Linked DNA regions of Xenopus laevis: region 2 is linked to region 1. Evidence: chromatin contacts called from public Hi-C data. All regions are on one chromosome and are shown on one strand. Each heading gives the region's core, a stretch centred on a gene start, on an enhancer-like site or on the middle of the called end of the contact. The rest is flanking DNA. Distances are from core to core; before and after follow the strand shown.

Evidence for each region. A called contact is a pair of places that touch in the nucleus more often than the background predicts.
Region 2: a Hi-C map of the XTC cell line shows a contact between it and region 1, with 2.6 times the contacts expected there. The contact joins the promoter of krt12.4.L here to the enhancer-like site in region 1. A contact is called at or near these places in 3 of 4 Hi-C or Micro-C datasets (the XL177 cell line, the XTC cell line and animal cap).

What each region holds. Positions count from the first base shown.
Region 1 is chr9_10L:1,170,426-1,175,871 of Xenopus_laevis_v10.1, reverse strand. No RefSeq gene overlaps it. Among protein-coding and RNA genes, the nearest start is that of trnac-gca, 3.2 kb to the left of the region's middle. Within about 2 kb of position 3,876, at least 1 of the 7 cell types and tissues checked has an H3K27ac peak or open chromatin away from gene starts, as enhancers often do.
Region 2 is chr9_10L:1,275,972-1,281,148 of Xenopus_laevis_v10.1, reverse strand. It overlaps krt12.4.L (Keratin 12, gene 4 L homeolog), which reads right to left and starts at 1,433. Exons shown (of 8, transcript NM_001086376.1): 1 at 968-1,433; 2 at 434-516; 3 at 1-149. The coding sequence starts at 1,393.

The DNA.
Region 1 (5,446 bases), core at 2,627-5,126:
TTAAGCAATAATTATTGTCACTTTCGGCACCCTATATCCAGAACCCAAGCTAAGCTCCCTGGTCTCGGATCTCACTTCTGCCTCTAACCACCGCCTTTCACCTCGGGAGGAGCCCTCGGCTAATCGGATGCTGCCAGGTCTTAATAGAGAGAGGAGCAAAGCTAACGGGTCTGGACGAGCAAAGGGGCACAATAGTCTCATCAGGATACTGGAAGGAAGAGCACCACCAGGAACAGGCAGGCCGGGCAGCACAAGCAGAGCAGAATCGTCAGACAGGCCGGAATCAGTATAGGAGAACCTAGAATAGTCAGTGGACAGGCAAAGGTCGGATTGGAGTGGTCAGAGTAGTCACAGGCAAGCTAGGATCAGGATTGACGATATCAGAATAGTCAAACAGGCAGGCAAGGTCAAACACAGGAGATCAAACAGGAATCACTAAGATTAAACACGCAGGAACTCTACTAATAGAACCTAACAACGGGCAAGGTGCTGTAGACTAAATTCCCCTTTTATAATTTTTGAATTTCATGCCAATGCACCGGCGTGCACGCCAGGGGGAACCGAACCGGAAAAGATGCATGCGGCGGGCGTCCCCGCTGGAGGCATGGCGGGCACCCCCGCATGCCCAGAAGGAAGCCACTGGACCACCAGGGTAAACGTTCTTTACAATTATATTCCAAACTGATTCCTCATGACTGGGCAATATCACCTACTTGATACAGAAAGAGAGCGTTGGTGGGTTTATAAAGACCCAAGATGTCAACAAAAGGTTTTGGAAGGCAGCCTTCAACTGAGAAAATACTAGAAAAGATATCAAAAAGGTATTTCATGTGATTGGTTTCTCCAGTTATTACCATTTTTCTTTATTATTATTATTATCATTATTGCCATCAAAAATACCTTCACATTGATCTTCCCATTAAAACTCTGTTTGTCTGTTATGTCCTAGTGAGACAGGGGCCATGAATGGAACCAAGTCACAGAAGGTTCACAGAAGGGAAAGTTTGTAGGTCTGGAAAAATAGAAAACACATTGAGCAAGACTTTGCCATGTAAAAGTACCTCCCAGTGGTTCTGGGAGCCTAAATTGGGTTGGGATTGATAGAATCCCAGGTTTTGGGCAGATAAGGGGCTATGCATTAAAACCAACATGGTGCTATGGTATTGACTACTTTTCTCTAATTTTGAAACTCAAATGCTGAGTATAATGTCAAGGGGGCATGACTGTGAGCAGTAAGATGGTGGGTGGTGGACAGTGAACTAGATAGAGACCTGGTCTCATCAGGGTTTCTGAAGCAGATGGTTACACAAACAAAATGTGTTGCCACTTCCCCACTCACATCTCCACAAACTGATCTACTCAACTGCTGGGTATTTGGACTCGTTGATACAATTAACATGCAGATTGCCCTTTTTAATTAAGCATAATGATTGACTATTATTATCATTGAGAGGGTAGCACTCTCTTCTATTAATAAATAGATCATTAGAATGAAATGTACAAGTAAGAACCTCACTTAAATGGAAATGTTTTGTGCATAATTAACTCTAGGCCAGAGTGACACATGGCATTTTCTCTGCTGGTATGTTCCTGATCCACTGCTTTGTGTCCTGTCTTTCGTATGCATTTTATTTGAGGCAAAAATTTATACTTTGTATTTTTGTGCTTAAATCCACACCCCCACATGCCTTGCAGCAGATGCTAAAGATTGTGCAAGGCAGTGGATCAGTTTTCTCTACCAGTATATTTACACTGGTGGAGAAAACATGATGCATGATATTAGCCTTAGTAACAATTTAATCCTCATTATGGAAACCATTTACCAAATGATGTGAAAAAAAAAATGATCAAATACCCTACACATCATCATCAGATCGCTATGCAAAAAAACTGTGTATTTGTGAAGGTGCATATTGAGGCTGTGTAGAATTCTCCCAGACATCCATCATGACTTTTTGATGGCTTTTCTTTTTTACTTTGGAGACTTTTTTTTATTGTCACATTGCCAAGAGAACTTTTGGCCTGGATCTAAACTGGACTAGCTAGCTTTTAGCCTGATATTGACCATGGTACTCCACTGTCAGAGCATGTACTTGGCGGGCTGCTCATGTTTGACAGACCCTTTTGTGATCCTGTTAGATTGCCGTTGATCTGTCCATACAGAAATTGTAATCTGCTGATGTCCTTTGTCTATGGAAGATCATGGAAGATGTTCCTCTTGGCTTTCTGCTGATTGTTCTGTCTGTAGGTCCCAAATTAATGGAACAATAACATTTGTCAATGCCTGTGCAGGACCAATTGCACTGTATTCACCTGTTCAGCCAACTGTTTTCCCTCCTACTGTATATTTAATTTAGTTTCCTTACCAATTCTATTTGGTATAACTGTTTATAAAAGAACCTTCTTAGAATTGGTAATGAGCAATCTGAAGCAATTGTCTACCATGAAAAGTCTACTGCTCTCCAGCTATGAGATGGGGATGGAGACGACAGGTGCAGTTCTAGAGAAAGGAAGGGTTTGTCCGTAATGGAATGTAGGACTTACTTACCCTTCCCTTCTATTATTTTCCACTTACATAATAACCGGGTGTACCCAGTTTTAGTAATAAATTGCAGATACCAGTTTCAGGAAGGTAAGAGATCCTTGGAGCCTATATGAAGGCTGTAGAAAAATGAAGGAATGTTCCTGGATCCTTCAAGTTTTCTGTTGCTTGAATCAAGTTAGTGCGATAACATGACATTTAAAATACTAGTAATTCACGTTCAGACCGGATGGGCAGCTCTACTGGCAAGCAACCCTTGTTTACTATCCTGGTTGACTTGTCTGCTAGACTTATAGGGTGTAATATTATAATTTACATTTATTTAAAAGGAGTAACACATAAATCATTATCTTTTTATAGCGTAGGAGATGGGAAAAATCATGTTCTTGAGTGAGTACAACAAATGAATAATACATTAAATAAAGCTCTGCTCTGAACAACGTGTAGCCCTTTGAAACTATATCACAGCAGCTTGAGAGTCAATAATTTAAATACTGGTGGTTTAACAACAGAAAGTCCCAAGAGAAATACTTTCATGCTGTTTATACTCCCTCTGGTGGATGTGCAAGAGCCTTACTGATTTTGCATGAAGACAAAAGTGACAGTGACCTAAATGTTGATAATATAATTTATAGTTTGCATAAGTGACAAGTCTTTTTAGTGGAAGTTGTGTATAATGAACACAATGGCTCATATACATCTGCAAGCAGTGTCGGACTGACCCACAGGAATACCAGGGTCAGGTGTCAGTAGGCCCTTGTGCTGCTAAACATTTGGCCTATTTCATGGCCAATCCCAGTTTCTATAAGAACAAAGAGGCTAAATAGATGGAATAATAGGTTATAGTATGTATAACTAAAAGAGACTAGACGAATAGAGGTTGAGTGAGGAGAGGAAGAATATTTAGTATTGAGAGTGGGCCCCTGGTCTTAATTTTCTTGGTGGGCCCCTGGTCTAAGGTTTCTGGGTGGGCCCTGGTGTCCTAGTCTTACACTGCCTGCAGATTCAGTGAACAAAGTGCAATTCCAAGCACAATCGCCATGTTTTTTTTCCCTACAATGCAGTGCTTTTTTCCCAGAATTCCACAGTTATTGTGAGCACAAAGGACCTTTGAATCTGATGCAACTGTTCTGCGTCTGGAGCAACTGCAGGTGATGTGCACAAGGGTTACCCTGCCTCAATTGGGACAGCAGAACAAGAGAGAAATTCTATTGGTTGCAGTTCAAATGATCTAACTGGCCATTATCATTACCTGATGCATTCACACATACTCTAACCCCAATAGGAAATAGAAAGGGGTCAAGGCCCCCAAATTTGTTTCAGGCTCCCACTGCCCAACAAAATCACAAGTCACTCACAGCAAAAAAAAACAATCATGGGTTACCCCCCCCCCTATTTCATGTGCATCACAGATCACCCGTGGACCCTCCTACAGAGGAAGCAGACCAGCCCTCCACCCATGGTTCATAAATGAGACATTATGAGTAATGGTGTTCTGGCATCTTGAAGCTTTTTGGATAAGGGGTTTCTGAATAATGGGTCCCATACTCTGCTGAATCTTTCTTAACCTCAAAAGGAGTTCATTCTCTCTCATATAGCATTTACTCAACCATAACAAGCAATTACATTTTGGCCATAAATCCAAAAATCTGTCTGTAACTGGGCACAGTTATTTTCTTTGTTCCCGAAAATTTCAAACCACGGAAATAAACAAACGCAGGATAATAAAAGACAATTGTTGTCTAAGTAAGAGGAATAACCGATTCTAACAAATGTGCCAATTCTGCCACCTCATGGATACACAGCGGAACAGTACATAGAATCTTGCCAGTATTTTAGTGTAAGATTTGTTTTTGTGTACAAGTATGGTAAACTTTATTTATAAATCACGACTAGGATAGGCATGGCTGTACAATTTTACAATATAGAAAACCCTGCAATTAATGATACCTGAATGTAGGAAAGGTTTGTGAGGTGGAAATCTTTGTTCTGTGTCCCATGCGACTTTAGATATATTCACCCATAATGATGTGGATACAGAAACCTTTAAGACAACTCACTGTAGGTGCAATGAGACAGGAATTTGGGGTAACGTGCATGGTGCGGAAATACAACATGGGAGAATGGGCTAATTTTTGCACTTTGCTCCTTTTCTGCTCTTAGCTAATGAATAAAAAATGTCTAACCCAGTGGACAGTTGTTTTGAGGCAGCAGGGGGCAGCAGTACACTACTCTATAAGGAGAAGAAAAAAAATAAACCCACAATGTTGTGGATGCACCGCCATAAGCCAAACAAATACCTCCCCTGCCTCAGAAAAGCAAAGTGCTGTTCCTCTGAACCCAATAATAATTCTATTAGTATTGTGGGAAAATACCCTTGATTCTGCTATAGAAATACTGAAAGTTTAACTGGTATTGTTTTTTTTTTGTTTGCTCATATTTAATATGCATTTCCTTCCATTTGTGATTTTTATTACCTTCCCCAAACCTCACCCTGTGTTGATTGTTGCACCGGCTAATCCTGGGAAAGTCAGTTCCTTTCTATTGACTTCCCTTTTGGAGTGAATTATTTACACAGTGAGTGCAGTGGCGGGGGAGCAGGGGGTGCGAACGGGCCAGGGCCCGCACCCTCTCAGGACGGGCTCGCGCGCCACTGAAATCTGGGCCGAAAATCACGTACGGAGGGGGACGGGGACTACGTTACTGAGTGTACTGTATACACGGGTTTCATTGTTCTGAGATGTATCTGAAAGAACACTAAATATATACTTGTATTGTACACTGCGCTGTATACCTAATAAACCCTGACATACAGTACATAGTTATGGGGTGTGCACCAGGCTGATGCATTTGTTATTACTGAACACCGTGCTGCACTGTGGTTAATAAAACATGGTGATTTGC
Region 2 (5,177 bases), core at 184-2,683, 110 kb before region 1:
GGTTCTTCTTGAGGTAGGCCAGCTCTTCAGTCAAGCTCTCAATCTGCAACTCAAAGTCCCCTCTAGCGAGTATCAGCTCATCTAGGACTCTACGAAGGCCATTGCTATCACCCTCCACACTCTGGCGAAGAGCCAGCTCATTCTCAAACCTTAAAAGGGGGGGGGGGAGAAATCATCAAAAATCAGTGACCAGTTGAGTTGAGCAGTAGAACTCATGTGTATGTTTACCCTTTGTCTGTGTGGTTCCCCCAGGTGTACCAGTGTAACAATACCCCTATGCATATCTAGGAGGATTCCCAAATTTAAAATAAAACCAAAAACACTATTCAGGCCACGGCCTTGATCAAATTAGGCGCACCCTAATCCTGCTTTATTTGGGGACACCACATCTAAGTTTCACGGATATTGGAAAAGTCAATCGTTTACAACTTACTTAAGTCTGAAGTCATCAGCAGCCAGTCTGGCGTTGTCAATTTGCAGAGTCACTGTAGCATTATCAATAGTTGCAGCTCGAATCTAAAAAAATAAATAAATAAATAATGAAGACTTTGTCCTCTGGAAGTATACATTCTGTATATTTTGTGGAAGGTGTTATGGGCACAAAAGGTTGGATTCCCACCCCTGCCTTAGGCAAGTAACGGTTTGGATTCTGGGTGTGTCCAATTAAAATGTTTAAATGGGGTTTAAAACTGACCAATATTACACAGACATTACAGTTCCACTTATTTTCTAGATATATTGGAAATTAAATACAGGTATTATAAGCAAAGATGGAAATCAGGCAAGCTGGGTTCTGGGCATTAGTAGCACTCCCACCTGGAGAATGCTGGGAGTTACGACATCACTTTTCTAGTCCGAGATAAACATTTCTACTATAGCCTTTAACGACATGCTTAGTTGAAAATACTGCATAAACTGTAGTTGATATATAGAAATATTAAAAAGTAAGTACAAAAGACAGTTATACCTTGTTCCTCAGCTCAGCGATGATTTCAAAATATTTGCTGTAATCTTTAGACCCAGCACCAATGCCTGCATCTGATTGCTTATCGTACCAGTTACGGATCTTCCCTTCCAGGTCGCTATTGGTGGCTTCCAAGGCTCTCACTTTCTCCAGGTAGGAAGCGAGACGGTCATTGAGATTCTGCATGGCATGCTTTTCATTTCCACCAAAGCTGGAACTAGCTGCTTCTGCCATGGCAAAGTTACCTCCAGAGGATGAAAAGCCAGAACCCACACCACTGCTGAAGCCTGCTCCAAAGCTGCTGCCTCCTGCTCCATAGCTGCTGCTGCCTCCATAGCTGTTGCTGCCAGCCAAGCTGTGGCTTCCAAAGCCACCTTTGCTAGATGAGCCTGAATAGTATGAAGCAGAGCTGGACCTATAGGAAGTCATGATGGATGTTTATTGGTAGATATTCTCTGACTAGTCAGCTAGGACAAAAAAGAGTGCAAGGATGCAACTTTCTCCTTCCAGTACATGCACATATATACACATGCTGGGGTGGGTGGTCCTTTTCCCAAACCGGACGTCCTCCTATATGGAAAATTCCTTTTTTTGGCCAGGTCACTGCACTGATCGAGAGATGGATAATCGCCTTGATTCAGTTACGTAGCCTCAGGGTGTTTGTTAAACAAAAACTTGGTTACAAACTGGTTGGGCCAAATTCTTGGAAGATTTTCACTTGATGTTGCAGCACCACTCTCACCTTGCTCCAGGCTTCCTTCAGCAAGATCTGCAGCTTTTTCTACGTCTGTTAATTCACTACAATTTATAGAAAACTAAAATGAGATTTTCACCCAAAAACATTTTCCAATGCGTAAAACACACAATATAGTCAACGTTTCTTTTTAACTATACTGTAAGTACATTCAAAAATGTTAAATTTCTCTCAAGCAAGTATAGTAATGTCACAGAGGTCAGCTTGAGTTAGAGGTCCGTTAGAGGTGCACAAGGGGTCTGGGTTTTGCGTTATGGACCAGTGGAGTATATGTTATGCACATGTTATAAGCATTTATAGATGCCATCCAGTGAACCAATATTTATTTACCAGAACAGTTGCCTATGTAAGGATAAAACAGAAATCTGCTGAATCTCATAACCTGACCCTACTATGTGAATGTGACAGAAACCATAGATCGTAAGCTCCACTGGGGCAGGGACTAATGTGAACAATGTCAGAATTGATAACTATATATTTAAATAACACTCCTTTTGGTCATAAGCCTATCACAAATCGAGATTAGATTGGTTCACTCATTGATGACTGAAAAGCGATGTTAAATCATTTTATGGTACAGTTACTGGTAATTACACAAATTATTTTCATCTGAAGGAGGCCAGGGTGCTCAGAACTCGCTGCTGTTCGACAGGTTCATCCAGGGCTGGAGGGTCACTAAGTGAAAGGAGCAGCATTCCTCTTCCAAAATTGCAAGTCGTAAAAATAAATAAATACATGAATAAATAAATAAATAAATAAATGTGAGTGACGGAATTAGAAATGAGCGCTGACAATCAAGCTTGACATTTTGAGCATAAACTCGGAGATTGTGGATTTCAATGCATTGATTTCAGCTTATGTGTAAAAACATTTCCCAAAATTTTGCTAAAATTTCCTGGAAAAATCTATTTACACACTGATAAGTTTCAAGAGACCTTTTTTTTATCAGATGCTTATAAATAGCCAACAGGAACAATAAAAAAAATCTTTGTCTATAAACCATTAAAAGAGAACCGAATTCTATATTAAAGCCCTTGGTTTTAAAGTGTACAACTCTATATTTAGGACTTTATAAAAGGGGCAGCCTTTTGGTCTTTAGATTTTTATTCTGCTGCTCTGGAATTGAAACAGTTGTCTGGTTGTTATTGGGGCACATAGAAACCAGGCAATGGTTTGACCAACAGACTGGAAGATTAAACAGAAATCCAAGTAACCAGCCTCAGGATTAATCTGCTTGACAAGGTCACTGAAAAGCCAAACTGGAAGGCAAATACTACAAAATAAAACAATGAAGACCAACTGCCCCAAAACATCACTTCAACATTATAATAAACATACTATCCACTGAGTAATTGCCTTCATCTGAATTCCATCCCAGCAATTCCTAATCTCTACACACACCTTGTCACCCTATAGATCCTTAATAAGGTATACCCAGAGTGCTTGGGACCTGAGGTCTTCCAGATAAGGAATATTTCCCTTATTTCGATTTCTATACCTTAAGTCTAATTAACATTCATGTAAATGTCATTAAATAAAGCCAATAAACTGGTTTTGCTTCCAATAAGGATTAATTATGTCTTGAGCTCAAGTACAGTTAAGGGACCTGTTATCCAGAATGCTCAGGACCTGGGGTTTTCCAGATAACGGATCTTCTTTCATTTGGATCTTCATGCCTTAAGTCTACTAGAAAATCATATAAAAATGAAATAAACCCAATGGGCTGGTTTTGCTTCCAATAAGGATTAATTATATCTTAGTTGGGATCAAGTACAAGCGACTGTTTTATTATTACACAGAAAAAGGAAATCAGTTTTAAAAATTAGAATTATGGGATTTAAAATGGAGTCTCTGGGAGACGGCCTTCCTGGAATTCAGATATTTCTGGATAACAGGTTTCTGGATAACAGATCCCATTACCTGTCACATGTATTTGCTGAGACCATAAATACACAGACAGAATTTCACCCCAGGTTCAACTGGCCGGATCATCATATTATTGGCATTTACATAAGAAAAACTTAGGGTAGGACTCCACCAGCAATTTTTTCGCGATGCGACAAAACGCATGCATCGGATGCAGACACAGCGAGCAGCGTCTACATCCAACAGTCGTGTCGCGCCGGATTAACGCTGCAACATCATGCAACAATTCAATCTCTTACCTTATTTTTGTCGCATGAATCACTTGTGGAGTCCTACCCTAACTCTGCAAATGAAACTCATAGATTTACTTATTTGTCTCACAATGAAAGGGGAGATCTGGTCAGTACAGAATAAGAGGAGAAAATGTTGCAGTGTTCCATTGCGTTTTTATATATACACCCTATATACCCTCAATCACCTTCACAATTGATTAGAATAGAGAGACCGATTAACTTGCTTTGAATAAAACAGTAGCTTTGTGTTTGTAATAAATGCGCCCGTGTGCACAAGGTAAAATAAAAGTTGACATATCCCCGGACTCAAGGCCCTTATATAATGATTCACTTTTCTTTGGACAGTCCAGATTTGCTTTATGGCTGATCCAACTCTCCTTATAACAGAGCACTGGTATTAAACCTATTTCTGACATTACTGTGGCCCTTAGGCTGGAGCCAGAAGCAAAGTGCAAGGGTAAAGGAGACCATAGACGTTACAAGTATGATGTTTCCAGGAAAGATCATTCATTTCAATACACACGTGTAGAGTTGAATGGTCAGATATAGAAGAAGAAACAATAGAATTCTACCTGTATCTGATGATTCACCACTAACAATGGCCGATGATCAGGTGCCTTCAAAGGTGCCCAATCAAAATGTTCTCCCTGGGCTGATCGGTGAGCCAACCCATATCCAAGTCTTCTGCTGATGTCTGTTGGCTTGTCTCCCACCATACACGCACCAAAAATTGTATGAAAATGAGTTTTGTGCAATATTATTGGTGCATCTATGGCCACCTTTAGTGAGACCCAGCAGCTGTTCTGTACCAGCAATACATTCACAAACTGGGGACCAGTTACAAGGCAAGACCCAATGTGCAAAGTGCAAATTAGACCACAATCTGCCATTTTATTGCACTTTATGCAGTACACACTTTTCAGAGCACAGAGTACTGCAGCTTGTTCTTTGGATGGATTGCTACCTGCATTACGTAGTGCTTGATCAAAGAGGGTTGGCACTCAAGTGTCCCCCCCACTCACCCACCCACTCACTAACTTGTGCTTCATTCAGATATACAAGTTAGGGAGCATCAGAAGGTGATACCTGCATGGGGTCCCTGCTGAAAACTAGAGTAAAGCCTACCCAGGGTACTTGTGTCTCTAAGCGCTCCTGCATTTGCCCCCCAGGGTAGACTAAAAGAACCCCACTGAATAAGGGGTCCCATTATGGCTTGGATGTTGCTACTCACTCTGCATTGGGCCAGGTAACCAGACAAGTAGATCTTTACTCAATTGGGCTGTTAATAATATACAGTACA